Linked DNA regions of Mus musculus: all the other regions are linked to region 1. The links are chromatin contacts, called in public Hi-C and HiChIP or PLAC-seq maps. All regions are on one chromosome and are shown on one strand. The core of a region is the stretch at or near the end of the contact, and the rest is flanking DNA. Distances in the headings are between cores, read along the strand shown.

Region 1 (3,481 bases), core at 620-3,119:
GCCCGGCGGAGGTAGGTCTTTTATGGACTGCAGTCGGCAAACTAATTCGAACCCTTTTCCTAAAGTTTTAACTTTCTTACCAACCCCAACCCAGAAGCATACAAAATTACTAAATCGGGGAAAAAAATGAAGATATCCAAACAGATCTTCCCTTGTCGGGCCTTCTCTCGACTGGATTTTCTCTTTTCTTTTCTTAAATTTCTTTCTTAATTTCTTTCTTTCTTTCTTTCTCTCAGGAAGAACAAAAACAAAAACAAAAATCAGCAACCAAAGACCAAACGGAACCCGACTTCCCGCCACGTCCAGCGGGTGCCCGGGTTAAACAGGTCGCTGAGAGAACTAGTGGAGCTGTGGAGGTTTCTATTCGCTCTCTTCCCGCCCCTCCCTGGGCCTCCAGAGCAGGAGGAAGGAAACAGTTTGCTCTGAGGTTTCCAAGGTCTCCTTGTCTCCTTAAAGGGGTTGAAGACCTAGAAGTTGCGGGTCTGGGCTGGGGGGACATAGAGTGAGTGTAGAGCAGAGTTGAAGTCCAGTGAACCTGGCCATGTGGCCCTGTCCGAGTCCCTGAGTGATAGACCGGCCGGGAACACGGTCCAGGGAAACAGGATTCAAAGACCTCGCGGGCTCAGAGCTTCTTGACAGCGGGCTTCGTCGCCCAGCATCGTGTCCCAGCCAGCCCGACCCCGGCCCGAACCACGGGACACCTCGTTTGCACCCTTTTACAAAGGGTCAAGGAGTGGGCAAGCCAGTAACCCAAACGAGCTTCAGAGACTGGGGACCAAAGCCTCTCGGGCCCCTAGCTGCCCAGTTTCAGAACCAAGAACCCGGGCTGACCTCCGCCCGTCCAGGCCTCGAGGAGCGCCCACCCGGAGCAGGCCGGGCGCAATGAAGGAGGCGACCGGAGCGGCGTGCTTCAGTTCCGCGACGTGGCACGTACCTTGGAAGCGATGACCCAGATATCGGTAGCGGTGGATGAGCCAGGGGTAGAAGGTGGACGGGTCCCGCTGCTGCGAGGCGAAGAGGGGGTGTGGCGAATGCGAGGAGGGCAGGGGGTGGGCGGCCAGGGCGTGCGGCGGCGGCACCGGGTGCACCGGCACGGCGGGGTTGGGCGGGTGCGAGACCGCCTCGGCGAACACCAAGTCCGGGTTGGAGTAGACGCCCCTGCCGGCGGCGGCGGCGGCGGCGGCCGAGTGGAAGCCGTTGAGGAACGGATTTATGGGACTGGAATTGGCGTAGCTGAGTGCCGCGGGACGGATGGGATCCTCGGAGCGCGAGGCAGGCAGGGGACTGTCCTTGGCCACCAGCGACTCGATGGTGAAGCAGCGCTTGGGCGCCGGCTGAAACATGCTGCGCCGAGGAGCGGGCGCGCTGGGCTCCCTGCTCCCGGCGACCGCGGCGCGCTGCCTCCGCCGCCCGCTGCCCGCGGCGAGGACCGAGGAGAATGGGGGACTCGTTTGTTTGGGGTGGGGGTGGGGGTAAGGAAAGGAAGGAAGGAAGAAAGGAAAGGAAAAAGGAAAGGAGGGGGAGGGGGAGGAGAGGCAAAGCCGAAGATCCCGAGAATCTTGCACCAAACGCGCCCAACCTGGAGAGAGGGGGGAAAATCCTTCCAGAAGAATTTGCAGGCGTGGATTGGGGTAATATTTTTTTGAGCGAGGTGGCGTGGGGGGGGGGGAGATTGGAGTTAGAGGCAGGGAGGGGGTTTTCGGGGAGGCAAAAAAAAAGTTTTCTCTCCTTTGCAAAAGGCGGGCAGGGCGCCCTAAGTCCAAGGACAATCCATGGAAGTGTTCGCTTCTTCACTAGTAGTGCAAACGATTTGTTAGTTCATGAGCCTAATTAGTGCGGGGATCACATAAACAGCTTCCTCCGAAGCCTGGTAAATGGCTTGATGATTGGTCGCTATTACTCGCCCTGAGGTGGAAGGGGGGAGACTCTTTAAAGTGCGTCAGAGGGAGGCGAACGCCTGGGAACCCGGAGGCCTGGATCCGGGCCCAGAATGGAACGGAGTCGGCGCTACTGCCCCGGCTGTGCCTCCAGCCGCCCGCCCGGCCGCCGACCTCTTGGTGTCTTCGCCCTGCGCTCCGGGCTAGCTCCCTCGCTCCTGCGGCGCCCGCTGCGGCTTCTCTCCTCCTCCTTCGCCTCCTCCGCTTCCCTCTTCTCCTCCTCTTCCTCGTTCCTCTCCTCCTCCTCTTCCTCCTCCTCCTCTTTCCCCCTCCTCCTCCCCCTCAGCCACCGCCTCCTACTGCACCCACACCACTCCCACCGGGGCACCCGGGTCCCTGCAGAGTCTCGGGGCTGCGCTGCCTTTGCTGCGGACCCCTGGATCCTAAGCCTGCGGCGCTGGAGCTGATGGGACTGAATCACGGACGGACACGCAGATTTCTTCACACCCTAAGCTCCGCTGCGGTTGTCCCCTGGAGGCCCGCGCCCGGGTCACTGAGATGGCTTCGGGCGCCCGGCGAGGGTAAGCGGGCGGGGACTGGTTCCGGGCAAGGGCTAACCCGCTTCACTCCTACCAATCCCCACCCCCAGCAAAACTCCCGAGGTTTCCTAGGCGCTCGAGGGGGGGGGTCCTCCCACCCCTCCAACCAAGCGTAGCTTCGAGGTTCCAGGGTCCACGCGTTTGCAGTCTTTGACCCGGCTGGTTCGTTTTTTTAAGTTCAAACCTGAGGGGCCAGCTGCGCCTGTACCGTGGCAGTGGACTTCCAGCTTGCACCCAAGAGTTTCTGCTTATCCTTTCTGGAGGGTGGTCACTTCTGTCCCCAAAACAGCTCTTTCTGGGAAATGTGGGGTTATTTGGGAAAGGAGTCTTGGGTCCTAGGTCAGAAGCTGAAGTTATGACTGTGTTATCGTTCCATTGTCCTTAGTGGCGTTGACACTGTTCCCATTATTGCTATTATTACTGTACCTATTTTTATTCTGACATCTGTTGTCCCAGGGCTGGGTTGCTCTACAAATCCAGGTTTCGCAACCTGGCACTTAGGATTGTGTCTCCGGTCCTAGGCCCTGTCCGCATTTTCGAGCTTGCCTTCGGTTTTGGGATGATTTTAGGGCCGACTTCTCTCGTCCCCATTGGCTCACGCTGAGGCATAATTATGATCACATCCCCCCAGCCTGCTGGCGCTGCTCTCTGTTTATTGGTGGTTAAAGATCTATTATCTATTCATCAGCCGCCTCCCCCCCCCCACACACACACCCTTTGCCAATTACATTCTTCTAAAGTGAAGTACCAGCAGGTATTTTACAATTAATGATAATTTTTTTCTGGCGTCCTTTAAATCTGTTACTCCCAGGTCGAAGCCATTTATCCTAAGAGGGATAAAATATCTGTGCTTGGTGGCTAGGTTGCCTGAGACCCGGGAGAAGCAGATCTGGAGAAGACAGACGTGAAGTCCTCTAGAGGGACTATGAAAGCCACCTGATTCCACCAAGGGTCTGGGTCTTAGGACGCTCCAGGTAGTCCCGGCAATAATAATAATAAGGAGAG
Region 2 (3,481 bases), core at 726-3,225, 560 kb before region 1:
CTTGCACAACACCCAGTAACACTGATTCTTGTGACAGCAGCATCAGTCCCAGGGACAGACCCAAACCTTGTGAAAATGAAGAGCTGCTGTCTTCTTAGGGTCTTTCCTGGGCCCAACCGGAATTTCACACCCAGAAAAATTAATCACCAAGAACCAGCACCATCTAGTTCTCAAGGAGAGTAGTTCTCCATCTTGACCCAGGGCCCTAGGCTTCAGCTTCATTGGTGCCCACATGATGGCCATGGCCTTGGCAAAGTACTCCTGGCTTCTCTTTCTCAGGAGGCTGCATCTGAGGCCAGGGTGTGCTGAAGGAATATAGGCATCTCCTCTATTCCTGGGAATCTTCTAAAGGATTCTAAGCCTTCCACTCTATACAGTCTTCTCTGGCTACTAAATTCTACCACGACCCAACTGCTAATAGAGGTGCCATTGCCACAGCTGAACTTGACATCACAAAATGCATACATCTTTTCTTTGAGCTTTTATTTGTGACTTACTTAAATTACTTATTGACAGTGTCTTGCTAGACAGATCATGCTGGCTTTGGACTTTGAGAATCCTCCTGCCTTGGAACCACAGTGCCTTAATTATAGTCAGATGTGCGCTGCTGTACCATGCTTACTTCAGCTTCTTCACAATGCTTTGCAGAAGACCGTGTCTTTCTTTCATAGGCTCCACTTAAAGATCATAGTTTAGCTTTTCCAGTGACATGACATGAGATATTTTCATCAGCTTCATACACATGTGCAAGGTAACTGACACAAACATTGCATATGATGTACTGTTTTCATTTTCCCTCTTTCTCTCTTAAGCTTCTCCCACCCCTGTTGACCTCCTTCTTCCCAACTACCTTCATATCTGTTTTTGCTCTCTGACACTATGTAGGGTTGTTGGCATGAACATGATCCTCAGCTTTAAAAAAGATACAAAGATATTTCAGTACCAGGAGCTCCGCAGACCTCATCTTCCAGAAAAGAGGGCAGGCAAGAATCTCTTGGTCAGAAGAATTTTGCCCAAAATGGAAAATCCCTTCACTGTACATTGAGTGGAAAAATTTAAATGATCTCATAATTACTTTATACAGTACAAAAAGCAGAAGAAGCCCTCAGTGCCTTAGTGTCTTAGTCTGGATTTATTGGTGTGGATATAAAGAGAAAAGGACTTGTCTAATTGTCTCCCATTGAGAGATCAGTAGCACGCTCCGGGTGATTGATTTCTTTGTGAGTGTTACCTAGGTCTTGTGGCGTATGTCTTTCAAACAGTATACAAGCCACAGAAAATATAAACAAGTCACCCTCACAGTCAGCGAGGCTAAGTTCTAGAGGAGGCTGCTCAGATGGCCTCCTTTCAAATGCCTGGTTGTGAAACAGCAAGCCCTCTAACTCTTTATGACTGAATAATTATCTTTCTTCCCCACAGGCTTCACTTACAATGAGTTCTGACCTGGCATCTGTCAATTCCAAAGACTTTTAAAGAGCAGAGTCACCTGTGGGCTGAAAATGGATAAACATATCTCTTAACAACATTCAGTAATGAAGCCCGTTGCTTATTCAGTGACAAGCTCGTACCATGGGAAGTTATTGTTTAATCACAACCCTCCTGGAAGAATGGACAGGAATAGAGATCTCCCATTTCACTCTCTGTTTCTAATTGTATGTTCAAGGGACATGATTTTTAATGAAGGAAAATCTTTGCTATCCAAATCTCCTACCCCTGGTCTGGGGCTTGTACTGAGAATGCAGTTTAAGATGGAGAGTTGCTTGGGATGGGCGTCCTATAGAACTTTGCTGGAGAAACACCCTGAAGTGTGACCGTCACATCTGCATCGAGTTATGAAAAAGGAAGGCTTGTTAACCCGCTGTTTGGAAACCAGAACACTTTTATCAGTTCATATAATTGCTAACCCCTTATTCACTGCTCAGCACTGGAGAGTTCTTTACCTCCTAAGACCTCACTAATTGCTGACAGATTTGATTTCTCCCTGACAGCAGGAGTCCTGTTTCTGGCCTTTACATCAAGTAATTGCTTTATTTTTCTCCCTCTGCTCTAAAAAACGGAATTCCCTTCTCCCCTGCTTGAACCCCCTTAATGGCTTCTTTCTCTGTTATTAAATCCTTGCCATTTAAATCACATTTAGCGATGTTTTGAATAACTGATTCCAATTACTAAGGCTCTTACCAAGAAGCAGCTGAAAACGCAAGTCATTACTTGCCCGTAGACAAGCAGTTACACCTTGCAGCCGAGTCTCTGGCGAACTGTATTGTGTTTCTCCTCAGTACGGGGCGATTTATACTCCTAGGAGGCTGGTGCTCAGCAAATATACAGCCACTGGAGCTCTCCACAATATCATTTGAGCATAATAGATATTAGATTTAATATTTATTTTATAAATAGCCTGATTCCTTAAAGAAGCCATTCTCTTCTTCCCAGAGTAGCTGGATGGGCCAGTTGGGACAACAGCAGAGATGAGCAGCTGACCGCCGCATGACCCACATCAGGTTTGCTTTACAGAGGTCTAATAAACTCACGGTGGCCCAAACAGGTGACAGAGCCACCCTGTCTGCCGAGGACAGTGCACAGCCCGTTACACTTCACTTTGACACACTTTAGTTTGGTTTTCTTTGGGAAAAAGAAATAGTTAAAAAAAATACTGAGAATTCTCACTATCCTGTCTTTATCTTTACCCTAAAATTCCATCTGGGTTTTCTTCATTTTCTGCTTACTTCGCAAAGGGATTCATCTGGTAAATTCTACAACATGACTGTCTCTGTGACCTGTGTTCTCATTGAAGACTTGGCAGGACGATCCTTTTTTTTTTTTTTTTTTTCAGCCATATTGGATGTAAGGAGTCAAAGTTGTAAAATCTGTTGTTTGAGGGAAATAATCAGACACACTGGCCTGTGATAGGTATATTTTCTTACCACATTGGTGCTGAGGAGATATGATTGTGTTGGGTAACTTTGATGCAGGACCCCCCACCCCCACCCCTGTTACTCTTGCTATTTTTATTTTAGCAGGTATGGCATCAATGATGCATCTTTGTCTTTCTTATCTTGAATATCAAATAACTAATGAATTGTATAAACATGTGTGTCACCTTAAGTTTAAATGGCTCTTCAGGAAACTGACCCGGCCCGGCCATGTAGCTATCGGCAGATCTGACTTACTGAACTGGCCAACCTCCTGCTTCCAATTTCATTAGTCAGCTGTACACCTTGGCTAGCTCTGGGGCTAAAGAAGGTTATCGCTAATTTCAAACTTGAGAGTTCTTAGCAAAATTGAAAGGTCTCTCAATTTCATAATTACATCTACATGTGAAAATAGTTTTGTGAGTGAGGTTAAAGTCAAGAGGCTTAATAAATACCACCCCTGTGAAAATAAGTGAGTTCTGCAGTCATTCATTTGCTCTGCCGTGCACAGGCCTAGACCATTCTCTACTTTTGTGGAGGCCTAGGAAAGATTAAAGACAAAATTTCATTGC
Region 3 (3,481 bases), core at 267-2,766, 540 kb before region 1:
ATTTTCTCCCAGGTTTGTGGTCCCCCTCGCACCCACAAATAACTGAGTCCTGCTGGACGGGACAGTCAAGGCATTCTGACAACTAGCTACTCCAGCTTAGAGCTCATACTAGCCATCCTCTCTCTACCTTGTCTCTTCCAAGCTGGTAACACCACCTGGTTAAACACTTCCCATTACTCCTGAGTACAAGTTGATAAATGTACTTCATAATATCTAGGAAATATGAAGATCTTATTGAGACCATCCATCCATCCTGGTTTCTTTGTCTTCTGTCCTTCTGTCTTACTCCTCTACTTGGAGAACTACATTCAAACCAAACTACCTGTGTATGGACCTTCATTTGGGGCTCTTCTTTGGAGGAGTTAAGATTAAGACTCTTGGTATCCTCAGTGACTCCAGGAAGCAGAACCCAGGGTAGGATTTGGAAGCAGGATCATTTCTCAACCATACCTTATTTCTAGTGATAAGTGGGGTGGTGCTAATCTCTGGCATGTAGACACAAACAAAATACCCTTGAACCTCATAGGGATGAAAATAATAATATAGGTTATGGAATGAGCCAACAACATAATCTCAAGTCACCAACTGACATCTGAGCATCTAAAGGATTCCAGCACATCTACAACCAGCTGGAAGTCAGACCCACTGTGAAGTAGCATAGCCTGTTGAAGCTGTGTGTACAGATATGCTTAGAATTCTACCCCCAAACCAGGACTTTTAGCCTGGTCTTTTCTTAAGGAAAGTTTGAAATAGAGGTCCACATATGGAGCAGTTTATTTTCAAATGGGTTTCAGAAAGGAATAAGGAGAACAAAACAGGAATAGGAAGAAGCCATAGTGGTGAGTCAGTTCTTTGGGCTGTGAGCAGTGAGGAAGAAAGGTTCATGCTGTATGGAACAAGCCTCCAAAATGGAATAAGCACATGGCCATCAGATCCATCTGGGATAACAAAAGGTTGCTCCAAGTGATGAGAACTCCCCTGCATCCCTGGATTTTTTTATGAGTTGCTGTGATCTGGTTTCTGCTGCCATCTAGTTCTTTCTTGCCCCAGGATAGGAAGCAAGAGAAATGAGTCATGGTCAACTTATACAAAGCCCAAAGTTGGCAAGCCTTCATTTGAATGTTTTTTCATAGCGGTGGCTAAAATAAGAAATGGGCAAAGTGAGTTCTAGGACAGCCAGGGCTATACAGAGAAACCCTGTCCTGGAAAAAACAAAACAAAACAAAAACAAAACAACAACAACAAAAAGAAATGGGGCTCAGATTATTCGGAGGAGCATTTTATACACACACACACATACACACACACACACATATATACACATATGTATATATATCCACACATATATTATTTATTATATATATTTTTATACTATATATCTTTTCTAGCTACATTAGGTATATGTGGATACTAACACAACTAGAAAAGACTATTTTGAAGGACAACAACTGATCAACAGTGTCCAACACTGTACATGAGTAAGAGGAAGGCTGAGAGATGACCATCAGTGATGCTGAAGGTCATGGTGACCTGGACAAGACCTGATCTAGTGGAGTGACTCATCTGCTTAGACTCATGCATGCTCCATGTGGTTATGAAAACACAAAAACGAAGGCAACAACCTCTCAGCTACAGCCAGGGGACATGAGGTTCCCCTGACAATTTCCCTGGGCTCTCTTGAGTTACAAAAGAGGATGTCTTCTTGTCTAGGGTTATCTTGCCCTCTTCCAATTCCTTTAGGTCTTTGGCTCTTCAGAATTCTCTTGACATCTTAGGTATGAATACCTCTTTTTCCCTGTTGAGTTGTTCTTCTCCTGAATTCACCTAGGAGCTTTGTGCAGGATGCTTTTCCAGGCTACAAATTGAAGGCAATAGATGCAGGGTCACAGGAAGTGGCTCTCTTGGCATGAGTCCTCCAGCAGTCCCAGGGGTCTTTGCAAGTGCATCTTACCTTTCCATCCCCCCCTTTCCTTTGAAATCTCCTCCCTTCATAACCCTGTCTTCTCTGTGTCACTTTCTTGCTATGTAACTTCATCCTCCACCTATAAGTTCCTCTGGCCAAGCTCACATATGGCCTCATTATTGCTCACCTAGGAAGGTTCTCTCTTCTTACCCCATTCAGTGCATACCCATTCTCCATATTCTTCTAGAATCTTCCTTTCATCTGCTCTCCTGACTTGTAGAACCCTTTCTATTGGCTCATGAGTCCCAGATCCATATCCCTACTAGCCAAGTTATGCTTGGACTTATATTTATATCTCTGCCCTTTGGAAAGCCCATTTGTGGCTTTTTGTTCTAGCTTCCCTTCTTCTACCTGCCCCCAACAACAACAACAAGCTACCAACAACTCTCCTAGCTCCCAGGCTAAGTTCCCCCTACAGTCAAGCCTCAGCTGCCTCTTTCCCAATCCTCTAACTGCATAGTGTACCTTCTTCATTGAGGTCTTTTCTTGTAATGACTCTAAAAACAAAACAACAAAAAGCAAGCAAGCAAACAAACAAAAAACAAAAAAACAAAAAAACCCCAAACTTCTCTAGCTGTAATCTGCATCCCTTAATCTGTAGGCCCCATCACTGTGGTAATACAACACTCATCAGGGTCACCACTTGGATCTACCCACTCTTACCCTGATAGATTTGTAGCCATCACAGATTCTGCCTTGAGGGACTGGGTCCTCTTACCTTACTGGACACAATCATGCTCCAGTTTTCTTCCTGCCTCTCAGGCAGCTCTTTCTTAGCCTGTTCGTTCTTTGCGGGATTGATCCAGTTAACATACATGAGGTAGATTGAGTGTGGGCCCCCAAATTGAGTGAGGTTCCAACATTCAGAATATGTGAACACCACATTTTTTTTGGGGGGGGGGAATTAACTTGGGAGGGTTCTTGGCAGAAGTCATTAATGAAGGATCTCTAAGTATAATAATCTAAGTGTATGCAGGTGTCTCTCCAATGGCAAGTGCCCCACAAGAAACAGAAACAAAGACAGGCATAGAGGAGAAGGTGAAGTGAGGGCAGGGGTCAACCAGGAGATGTTCACAGCTCACTAGAACATGGAAGAATGGATGGGTTCTTTCTCCCAATACTCAGGGTGTGTATCCATGTTGGCACCTTAATTCTGAGGTCTAGCCTCTAAAACGGATATATATATATCTACCAACCTCAAGTACTCATTATGGCAATTCTAGGGATATCACACAATACTCAAATCAGATTTCCTAACATTCTATTCCCAACTTCTTCCAGGTCTTTCCGCTATAGGTCAGTATAGATACACTCAGATCTTCAGACTGGAAACCATAGAAATCATCTTTGGTTCTATCTCATTCCAGGTCTCATCCTTTGATTATCCCAAACCTGATCACTCCTCATTGAACCCAATTTCTTCTATTCATGAGCTACTGAAGATGAGTCTTAAATTAATTCCAGACAAAAAATCTTCTGGAGTCTTCCAAGTCCTAGCTCTGTAATGGAAAAATGGGC

Evidence for each region. A called contact is a pair of places that touch in the nucleus more often than the background predicts. HiChIP or PLAC-seq counts read pairs in DNA pulled down with a chosen protein or histone mark.
Region 2: an H3K4me3 HiChIP or PLAC-seq map of craniofacial prominence shows a contact between it and region 1, with 6 times the contacts expected there. The contact joins the enhancer-like site here to the promoter of Emx2 in region 1. A contact is called at or near these places in 5 of 39 promoter capture datasets (embryonic stem cells, hippocampal neurons, liver and 1 more), 1 of 15 datasets of contacts at CTCF or cohesin (the NIH/3T3 cell line), 4 of 484 Hi-C or Micro-C datasets (cranial neural crest and uterus), 10 of 115 datasets of contacts at active chromatin or transcription factors (T-cell acute lymphoblastic leukemia, astrocytes, craniofacial prominence and 7 more) and 4 of 9 other capture datasets (embryonic stem cells, embryonic tail, embryonic trunk and 1 more).
Region 3: a contact with region 1 is called in a Hi-C map of uterus, with 2.0 times the contacts expected there. The contact joins the enhancer-like site here to the promoter of Emx2 in region 1. A contact is called at or near these places in 6 of 39 promoter capture datasets (the 3T3-L1 cell line, embryonic stem cells, hippocampal neurons and 2 more), 1 of 15 datasets of contacts at CTCF or cohesin (the NIH/3T3 cell line), 8 of 484 Hi-C or Micro-C datasets (embryonic stem cells, nephron progenitors and uterus), 12 of 115 datasets of contacts at active chromatin or transcription factors (T-cell acute lymphoblastic leukemia, astrocytes, craniofacial prominence and 6 more) and 3 of 9 other capture datasets (embryonic stem cells, liver and macrophages).

The regions. Positions count from the first base shown.
Region 1 is chr19:59,457,078-59,460,558 of GRCm38.p6, reverse strand. It overlaps Emx2 (empty spiracles homeobox 2), which reads right to left and starts at 1,869. Exons shown (of 3, transcript NM_010132.2): 1 at 935-1,869. The coding sequence starts at 1,343. It also overlaps Emx2os.
Region 2 is chr19:60,014,560-60,018,040 of GRCm38.p6, reverse strand. No RefSeq gene overlaps it. Among named protein-coding and RNA genes, the nearest start is that of Gm41879, 23 kb to the left of the region's middle. RefSeq lists an enhancer at 1,204-2,599. Within about 2 kb of position 1,975, at least 7 of the 459 cell types and tissues checked have an H3K27ac peak or open chromatin away from gene starts, as enhancers often do. A contact at or near this core is called in craniofacial prominence and embryonic limb bud, where this site is marked.
Region 3 is chr19:59,993,271-59,996,751 of GRCm38.p6, reverse strand. No RefSeq gene overlaps it. Among named protein-coding and RNA genes, the nearest start is that of Gm41879, 44 kb to the left of the region's middle. Within about 2 kb of position 1,516, at least 4 of the 459 cell types and tissues checked have an H3K27ac peak or open chromatin away from gene starts, as enhancers often do. A contact at or near this core is called in uterus, where this site is marked.